2 separate regions of the Anas platyrhynchos genome follow, and region 2 is linked to region 1. A link is a contact called in public Hi-C data. All regions are on one chromosome and are shown on one strand. Each heading gives the region's core, a stretch centred on a gene start, on an enhancer-like site or on the middle of the called end of the contact. The rest is flanking DNA. Distances are from core to core; before and after follow the strand shown. Region 1 overlaps SLC25A36 (solute carrier family 25 member 36). Region 2 overlaps LOC106017894 (a long non-coding RNA gene).

Evidence for each region. Hi-C and Micro-C count contacts between places; a contact is called where the count stands out from the background.
Region 2: a contact with region 1 is called in a Hi-C map of skeletal muscle, with 1.9 times the contacts expected there. The contact joins two enhancer-like sites. A contact is called at or near these places in 5 of 8 Hi-C or Micro-C datasets (F1 follicle, liver, skeletal muscle and 1 more).

The regions. Positions count from the first base shown.
Region 1 is chr9:19,966,519-19,970,954 of IASCAAS_PekinDuck_T2T, forward strand. SLC25A36 (solute carrier family 25 member 36) reads right to left here. Exons shown (of 7, transcript XM_038183514.2): 6 at 4,336-4,436; 7 at 1-3,486. The coding sequence ends at 3,293. Among named protein-coding and RNA genes, the nearest start is that of SLC25A36, 30 kb to the right of the region's middle. Within about 2 kb of position 1,998, at least 1 of the 8 cell types and tissues checked has an H3K27ac peak or open chromatin away from gene starts, as enhancers often do.
Region 2 is chr9:20,037,823-20,041,818 of IASCAAS_PekinDuck_T2T, forward strand. LOC106017894 (a long non-coding RNA gene) reads left to right here. Exons shown (of 3, transcript XR_002403370.4): 3 at 1,461-3,587. Among named protein-coding and RNA genes, the nearest start is that of PXYLP1, 19 kb to the right of the region's middle. Within about 2 kb of position 2,434, at least 2 of the 8 cell types and tissues checked have an H3K27ac peak or open chromatin away from gene starts, as enhancers often do.

The DNA of each region.
Region 1 (4,436 bases), core at 748-3,247:
TCGCTGAAATCGATTTTTTCTGGCTTTCCAAACTCGGGCCATCCTTGGCACGTCACCCCCAGGATGCTACAGCAGCTGGGTGACAAGCAGCACAGCCACACAGGCAGCCAGGCAGCCCCTTTTCCCTCTGAGCAATGCAGGCTCCACTGCCATCTTTGGGCTGGTTCTGCAAAGTGCAGGCTCAGTGCTTCCCAAACCTAACCTTTTGCTGAGTCAAAACTGGTAGCTAGTAAGGGTTTATCTAGGCAAGGGAAATTGTGGAAAGAAACTAATTACTGAGGCTTGTTTTAAACATCCAAAAAACAATTTGCCTCTTTAGCAGGGAAAAAAAAAAAAAAAAGTGACGTAAATAAGCTACATTCAAATAGAAATTAGGATGACCATTTAAATTACAAGAAAGTTTAAATGCACTCCTTTTGGTTCTGTAGAAGAATAGTACAGAGTGTAGCATCTTCTAATTCCCTTTGAGCTTTTGGAATAAATAATCAGGAAAACTACATAAATAATTTAAAGATCTTTGGGAAGTATTTCAGAGGTAACTTTGTATGTACTGTACTTTAATGAAAAAGCCAAAAAACTTTGGGTTTATATTATATAAAGTAAGCCAAAAAACATGATCACCCCCTGAAGGCAAAAACATTGCTTAAACCCCCCTGAAGAAGGTGGAACCATAAGCTGATTGTCTACTTCTAGCTGCTGTCTCCCATACTCAGTTGGCCTTGTCAACATTCTCTACTTCAACTTTTGTTTTGAAAGCAACTGCAGGGGTCAGATCTCACCCAGAGAAGGCACACAGGAGGTACCCAGTAAGTTAATGGAAGAGATGTATGTGTAATCAAGGGAGACTGTTTCCAATAAACAAAGGAGAGCGACTTGCATGAAGCCTAGGCTAATGCAAGGCTTAATGTCAGCTATACTCACAAACTCCACAGTTGAATGTTGTCTTGCCAAGTTAAAGTTTGTCTGTGACCAAATAACTTGGATAGCCTGAAGAGTAATCCACTTTCTATAGATTTAAAGCTACAATAAGCAGCTATGCCTGCACTTAGTTTAGTTATCCGAATAATGGCATCACAGCAAGACTTCAGAGTCATGAATAATACTCCCGATTTTTCCTAGAAATCACTAGAAAAAGGTGCATTTTATTTAGAGCACACATATAAGCACTCCCTTCACTTCTTTAAATCAACCAAGTTCACCTTCGCAGACAGATCACAGACCACAGTATTTGTCTTTAAAAAGGTAAAACATGATTTTCCAAGGACAAAGAAGTCAGTACAGCCAAGCTTCCACTCCAAGGTCACTGTGTGTGCTATAGATGGCAATCAGTAGTTACATGAAGTATTCAAAATTTTGGCAGCATGGAGAACATGACAAGATCAAAATAAAGGGAATGAAAAAAAACAGACTGCTTGCTCTGTAAGCTTCAAGTTTTCACATAAAGCCTACAGAACTACTGCAACAGAGATCCTACACATCTACAGCATGAAATGCTTTATCCTGCAGTTACACGGAAATCAAACCACATGCCTTGTTTAAAACCCAACAGCATGTACTAACCACAGTTTGACTACAGATAATCGATAAGAGGAAGAAAAGTCACAAGCCAGAAGGCCACAAAGTGCATAAGGAGTCATTTATAAGAAAGCCATTGCACACAATGCACAGTTTAAGTACACTGAAGCACCACACTGGAAGAGCTGATAGCACAGTTCTGTCATACCAGTGTAGTGGCATTTATATGTAGAAAGCTATTGCCCCCAAATTACAATGGCCATCTTCTTCATAAGGATCATGGATGCATATTGATAAATATTCTAGGTGCAGACAGAAGATTTCTGTTTGGAAACAAACACGAGTTCTTGTAACAGTAAACTTCTGGTTTTGACACTCCGACTGTATGATTTTGGAAAATGCTCTAAGTTATGACAGAGTTAACTAGCTAAGCCTTGTTGCTGAATGCAACTCATGGTTTTGCAACTGGTTTATAGAACAAAAAACAATTCCTGAAAATTCAAACAATCTGGAGGACAAGGTTATACTGTCAACTGAAATTCTGCACACAGGCTCAAGTTGGAAGAAGTGATACACCAATTATCAAGGGGAATGCTGATCAAAAAAATAAATCTAATTTACTCTTTTCTCCATCATTCTGTACGGGGGCTGTCTGCACTGAAGAGATTTATCTCAGCTTCAACATTTTCTGCTTTTTGTCACCCTAGCCATGGTGATGCATGTTCTTCCCCTCTACACCGATACAGATACTAGTAAGCTAGGTCAGGCTTTGCCCAAAGTTTTAGGATAAAACAGCTTGTTCTTAGGTAGCATTGAGCTATTTGAATAAATCCTGTCTTCACAAATGTTAGGCTGGACTAGGTAAGATATCCTATCACAGTAAGTATCCTTTAAAAGGCTAAGTAGCAGCATTCAGCTACTACCATAGCTGTGCGAGTGACCTGACAAGTTGGCAAGGAAACCAGATGATATAGGAGAGTGTTTCATAGGTCTCTTTCTTCTAAAAAGGAAGGAAATTTTCAGAAATTAAAAACAATGATGCAGCAGAACTAGAAATCCACATACACCAATATTAAGAGATGGATAACCTGAAGAGTTCAGCAATCAGATCCTCTCTCACTAACCTAGAACACTGCTCAAACTTAAAAAACAAACAAAAACAAAAAAAAAACACAAACAGCCAACGAGCATCACCTTTTTAAAGTGAAGAAATAATTCAGTTCTGGGTCCCTGCGCCATATCCTATCTCGAGGTAGCAACACTGAAAACTTTACACACTGACTACTACCTCAGTCTCTATACGAAACTTCAGAGCAACCAAATGGAAATTTCAGGTATGGAAAGGTATTAAAGTATCATCTTCCCCATTCTTCCAACAGGTTACTGTGCGGTAAAACAGAACAAAAAAGGATGTAGTTGAGAGCAATCATTAAGTGGGAATAAGGCTGCCCGAGAATGTTTTACACCCCCTCTCTCACTCATCAGGTCTCTGAAAACTGAATAGCGTTGTCTAGATTAACAGATGAAAATAAAGTAGCAATTTGGAATTAAGAGATGTATAAATGCATTCCCTAAGGGGCAGCTCCCATTTGCCACACTTCTGAGACCATACAATAAGGCAGCAAAATTATTCAGTTGCCCACAACCTTCTATTTTGTCCATAGCTGCATGTTCCTGATATAACTTTCCTTTTGCCCACCGCATTTGGCATTGACATTCAATGGTCCACTTCAGTCTTTCAATCTTCCAGCTTCCTCTAGAAAGCCTTGACACGCTGCTATCCATCGAGCAAGTAGACTACCACTTCATAGGTTGACATCATGATAGCTGTGTTTGGAATCTGTCTGATCAGATGTGTAGTTAAACCTCGGTAAAGGGATCCATACCCTTCTTCTCGCACAAGCAAAGATAGCGTCTGGAAGAAAGATCTATATTTTGTTCCCTCTTCTCTTAGTCTTGTTCGTACAACCTCTGTATAAAGAAAACCACACATGATTATGTTTGCCACTTATCTTTCTCAGCAACCAACTAGTAATTTTACATTAAATGGCAACCAATCCCCTTCCTCAGGTTCTTAATAACAGAAAAACTCTAAAAAAATAAACAACAAAGAGGTAAAGCAGGTACATGTAAGAGGAAAACAAGTTAAATGTTTATGTATTGTCTACTAAATCGCTAAGCAAGAAGACTTTGCTCAGTTAAAATCCAGAAGAGAACTGTTTGGGCTTATGTTTTAACTTCAAAGTTGCCATGAATGAAGTACTCAATCCATCAAGCTTAATGTACATACAACTACTTGGCTGGAAAAATCAAATGCCACTGAAAACCAAACTAGGCTGCCTATTTTCTTACACGCCAGAAAGTTCTTCTTTCTGCATTGGGTTGACACAGTCTTATCTCAACCCATGAGCTTCTTCCTTTGTATTTTCTTCATATCCTGAGTGGGGAGGAGTAAGACAGCAGTGTGGTGGTGGTTAACTATCTACTGGTGGTAAACCACCACAGTCCACTATTGAGTTATGTGAAATTGCTGGCTGTGTAGATTCCAAGTAACAAAGTACCTTCTCCCTAAGTACTTTGGGCCACAGCCTGGCAATTCCCTTGTAGAAATAAACATTGACAAAAAAATAGCCGTGATAGATATCCATTTTAAAATATTTTCATTTCTGAATACTATACTCATTTTGACTAGCTGAATGTGAAAAGCATTAGATAAAGGCACTGTTATTGAGCAAGCAAGTCCAAGTCTGCTACAAATCGCTGGAAAAACTCCATTTGATCACGTTGATTCACGATCTCAGCTACACAAGCCCCACTTACCATGGGGATATGCTATTGATGTTGCACAAGTTTTGGAAGTGGCAGCAGCCATCATCATTCCAACAAAGTCCGAAGCTTCTTTTGCCGATTCATCCTCATTG
Region 2 (3,996 bases), core at 1,184-3,683, 72 kb after region 1:
GCAGAAGAGCTTTCCTTATGCCCATCTGTAAAGGAACCAACCGAGCCAAACACCAGTCTGTCTTCTGTAGTCCTGGCAACAGCACAGAGGTAGAAGGATAAAGCTGCCTTAAGTGTAGCTCTGTTGTAGCTTACTTAAATTTGTTGTAGCTTATTAAAATTTGGAGCAGAAACAAAACTAGTTAGTTGCAATCTCTGGGCGTATACAGACCAAGCAGGCTTGGTCTGCCCTCCAACCAGGAGGGCGGATTTGTGAGTTGAAAAGCATTTTGCAGAACACAAACAAAAAGAGGCAGAAAAAAAATCCGAATTTTCTTTCTGTGGGCAATAAAATGGGCCACGCAAAGTTGCCTATTTCCTCTGCGGGCCTTGCACTGGCTCTGAGCAGTGTCTGTGTGCATCAGAGGCCTGGCACTGCCTGGTCCCCCAGGTACCTCCCAGGTGCTCTCATCAGTCTGAAACCCCTGGAGTGCCTCACAGGGAGTGCGAGCTACTCTCTGCTCACTTGGTAGGGAAGGGCAGTTGTATCCTGTCCAAACAGACGATATTCTCTGGGTTTGGTTCAAGCTTTAAGAGCAATTTTTGAAAATGTTGAAAAACTGCTGAGCTGGAGTCGTGTAAGGGAATGGGAAGGAGGCAATGTCAAGAGAATACAAAGAAAGCAACTGAACTTTGACATTTACTTTTAGCAGACAAAAGGGAGGCAGACATTTAAAATCTCCCAGACCTACAAACAAACCTTATTTGTTAGAAATTACTGATAATTTTGAGATCCATAGTTTTAAGGTCATCACTGTGTGTGGATCCAGGTATAAATGCCCTTCTCCTCAACCTTGGCTGTTTAAAGCCTCTGTTCTGTACAATCACAGCCCTTGCACTTTCTTTGATATTTCCTCTTCTTACAGTCTTTCTTCCACCCCCTGCTGCACAAAGGCATGTAGAATCCCAGTTGAAATGAGGAGTAAAACAGAGGTAGGGAGTCATTACTAGCTGGGCTGTAACCGTATTGTGGTGTGGATTCCAAGAGGATTGAGATGGTGCAGCTCGAGCCCATGCTTGCTGCAGTTAGCGAAGTTTAAACCAAACTAGACAGGCAGGCCTGAATGGGCTGAGCCACATAAACAGATTTTCACCATCTTTGTTATTTTTCTAGTAAAAATAAAATGAAGGCAATCTGGGAAAACAAAAACTAAATAGCTGCATCTGGCAACCATAAGAATTAGAGGTATGGTGGAGGGTCTGAAAGAAAGTCAGTTGGATGGTCATATTCTTTACTGCTTTCATTATGTTGCTGCTATGGAGATGAGAGCACAGTTGTGCTGAGCACTTGTTTACCAACTCAGATCCAGCTGGGAAAATGCAATCAGTACTTCTGTGAATAAGAGGTAAAGTTTTTGCTTTTGATACACATTCTGTTCACAGAGTGCTGGAACACTCCCAGAGGTATTTTCTGCTTTTCAGGTGAATTATGCTGAAGAATCCTGACATCCTTTTGAAGGCTTCCTGCAGGAAAGATGACATTTCAAACCTGTATGTTACCTGAACCTTCATCACATCTTGTCTGCTGCCGAAATATATGACCCAAAAGTGCTTCATTATGAATTAGGCACTCATCATGCATTTTGACCTCCTTGGAGAAAATTACACAGGCCTCTGAGTTGCCTGCATGAGTTATCTTTTATTCATTAGAATCCTAAATGTTATTGAAATGTATTCTTAATTATTCCCCGCTGAAAACAGCAGTGTTCCTGAACAAGTATTTTGCATTTGTTATATCCTGCTGCTAGCATAGTTGATAATGTATATAATAATAAAATAAAAAACTATCAGTGTAGAATAATAGAACTTATTAATAGGATTCAATTTAAGAAAATTGTTACTTCTGGCTTTTGTGGCCTATGAACAACATTGTCTGAATATTTCAAGCATGCAGAATTTCTGCTGTAGGTCTAGCATAGAAATACAATTGCCAAAAGAGAAGCTGGAAAGACGTCACCTGCTATCCCTATGTTCATACCTTCTAAAATCCTTTACTGCAGCAGTACTTTACTTAGTGGAACTGAATTGCCAAAAACTTTCAAAAGCAATCCTTGGATATATTTCTGGAATTAATGGCTTTTTATTCAAACAGAAAATAACACCCTCTAAAATTATGTTTTCTTCTGTGGTGTTTCCCCTGTCTTTTTCCATTGCTCTCCCTCTGTGCACACACACATTTTTCTTTTGCTGCTCTCTGTATGGGAAATGAAAAGGTTTCTAGAAACACAAAAGCTGGTTCTGAAAAACTGTGCAATATTCATGGTGTCTCTCTTGGTAGGAGATCTAGAAATGTCAAAAGAGTCACTAAAAATTACAGCCTTTTGTTGAGTAGTATTTCTTGCGCAGCTGCATCATACCCTTTTGACTCACCACACAGTGCCTGTGATTTGCCAGCCTGTCCAGATCTTTTCCCTTAGTCATTTCCAGCTGGCTGCAAGTCCTTAAATACATGGCTTTGCATGCTGTGCAATTAAACATAACCGAGCTTCTGTGCTGTCACCCCAAAGATCTTTCATTTCATTCTGTAGGTTATTTCAGTCCTCTCTGATTATTGGTAACAGTGCCTGTCTTTGACAAATATTACCTCCCACATCTTTTTAATGGCACTGGCAAAAGTAAGTATTAAAGAGACAAGTAGTCCCAATTGCAGGCCTTGAAAAGACCAGCAAAGATCCAATTTTCAGCCTTCTTTTTTGGGCACAAATTATCAGTTCCTTAGTTTCATCAGATCCCTAGTTGGGTTATACTTATTTCACTAAATGTTTTCCTCAGACTGAAAAAACTTCCAACACAAAGTGCTTTTTAAAAACAGCAGGTCTCAACTACCAAGAATTTCTCATCAAAGAAGATATGAGGATGATCTGAAAGACTTGCTGCTGATAATCTGATATGGGATATTATCTCAGTGTCCATTCATCATATGGTCTTCTGTGTTTCTTGCCTTTAAGATGCATCCAGAAGTTTTTCAACCTGTTGAAGATAGACCCTCCTCTTCTCAGCAGTGGTGAGGCCGCATCTCTAGCACGGTGTCCCGTTCTGGGTTCCCCGGTACAAGAAAGACCTGGACATGCTGGAAGGAGTCCAGCAGAGGGCCACCAAGGCAAACAAGGGCCTGGAGCAACTCTGCTGTGGGGAGAGGCTGAGAGGGCTGGGACTGCTCAGCCTGGAGGCTTGGAGGGATCTCATCAATGTCTATAAATACCTGAAGGGAGGGTGCAAAGAGAACGGAGCCAGGCTCTGCTCAGTGGTGCCCAGTGCCAGGACAAGAGGCAGTCGGCACAAATCGGAACACAGGAGGTTCCATCTGAACAATCAGGAAGCACTTCTTCCTTGCGTAGGTGGCGAAGCACTGGATCAGGTTGCCCAGAGGGGTTGTGAAGCCTTCCCCCTTAGAGATTTTCAAAAGCTGTCTAGATATGGTCCTGAGCAACCTGCTTAAGGTGTCCCTGCTTGAGCAGGGAGGTTGGACCAGATGGCCTCCAGAGGTCCCTTCCAGCCTTAAACATTCTGTGATTCTGTGACCAACAGGTTTGTAGTTGCTCAGATGGCTTTTCATCCCGTTATTCTCCAGACATAAACAGGTTAGCTGTCAGCAGCTCCCTGTAGTATTTCTTTCTATATCTAGGAATCGTAGCATCATGGAATAATTTGGGTTGGATGGGACCTCCGGAGGTCATCTAGTCCAACTCCCTGTTCAAAGCAGGTATAATGAGGTTAGATTGTGCCTGTGCTTGTCCAGTCAAGTCTGAAATACCTCCAAGGAGGGAGATCCCACAACCTCCTGGGCAGCCTGCTCCAGCATTTGATCATTCCTATGGTAATTTTTTTTTCTTTACATCTAAACAGTATTTCCTATGTTCCAGCTTGCGTCTGTTGTCTGTCATCCTGTGCACCTTTGAGAAGAATCTGGCTCCATCTCTCTGTCCTCTGATCAGGCAGCTGCAGGCAGCTGTAGAGA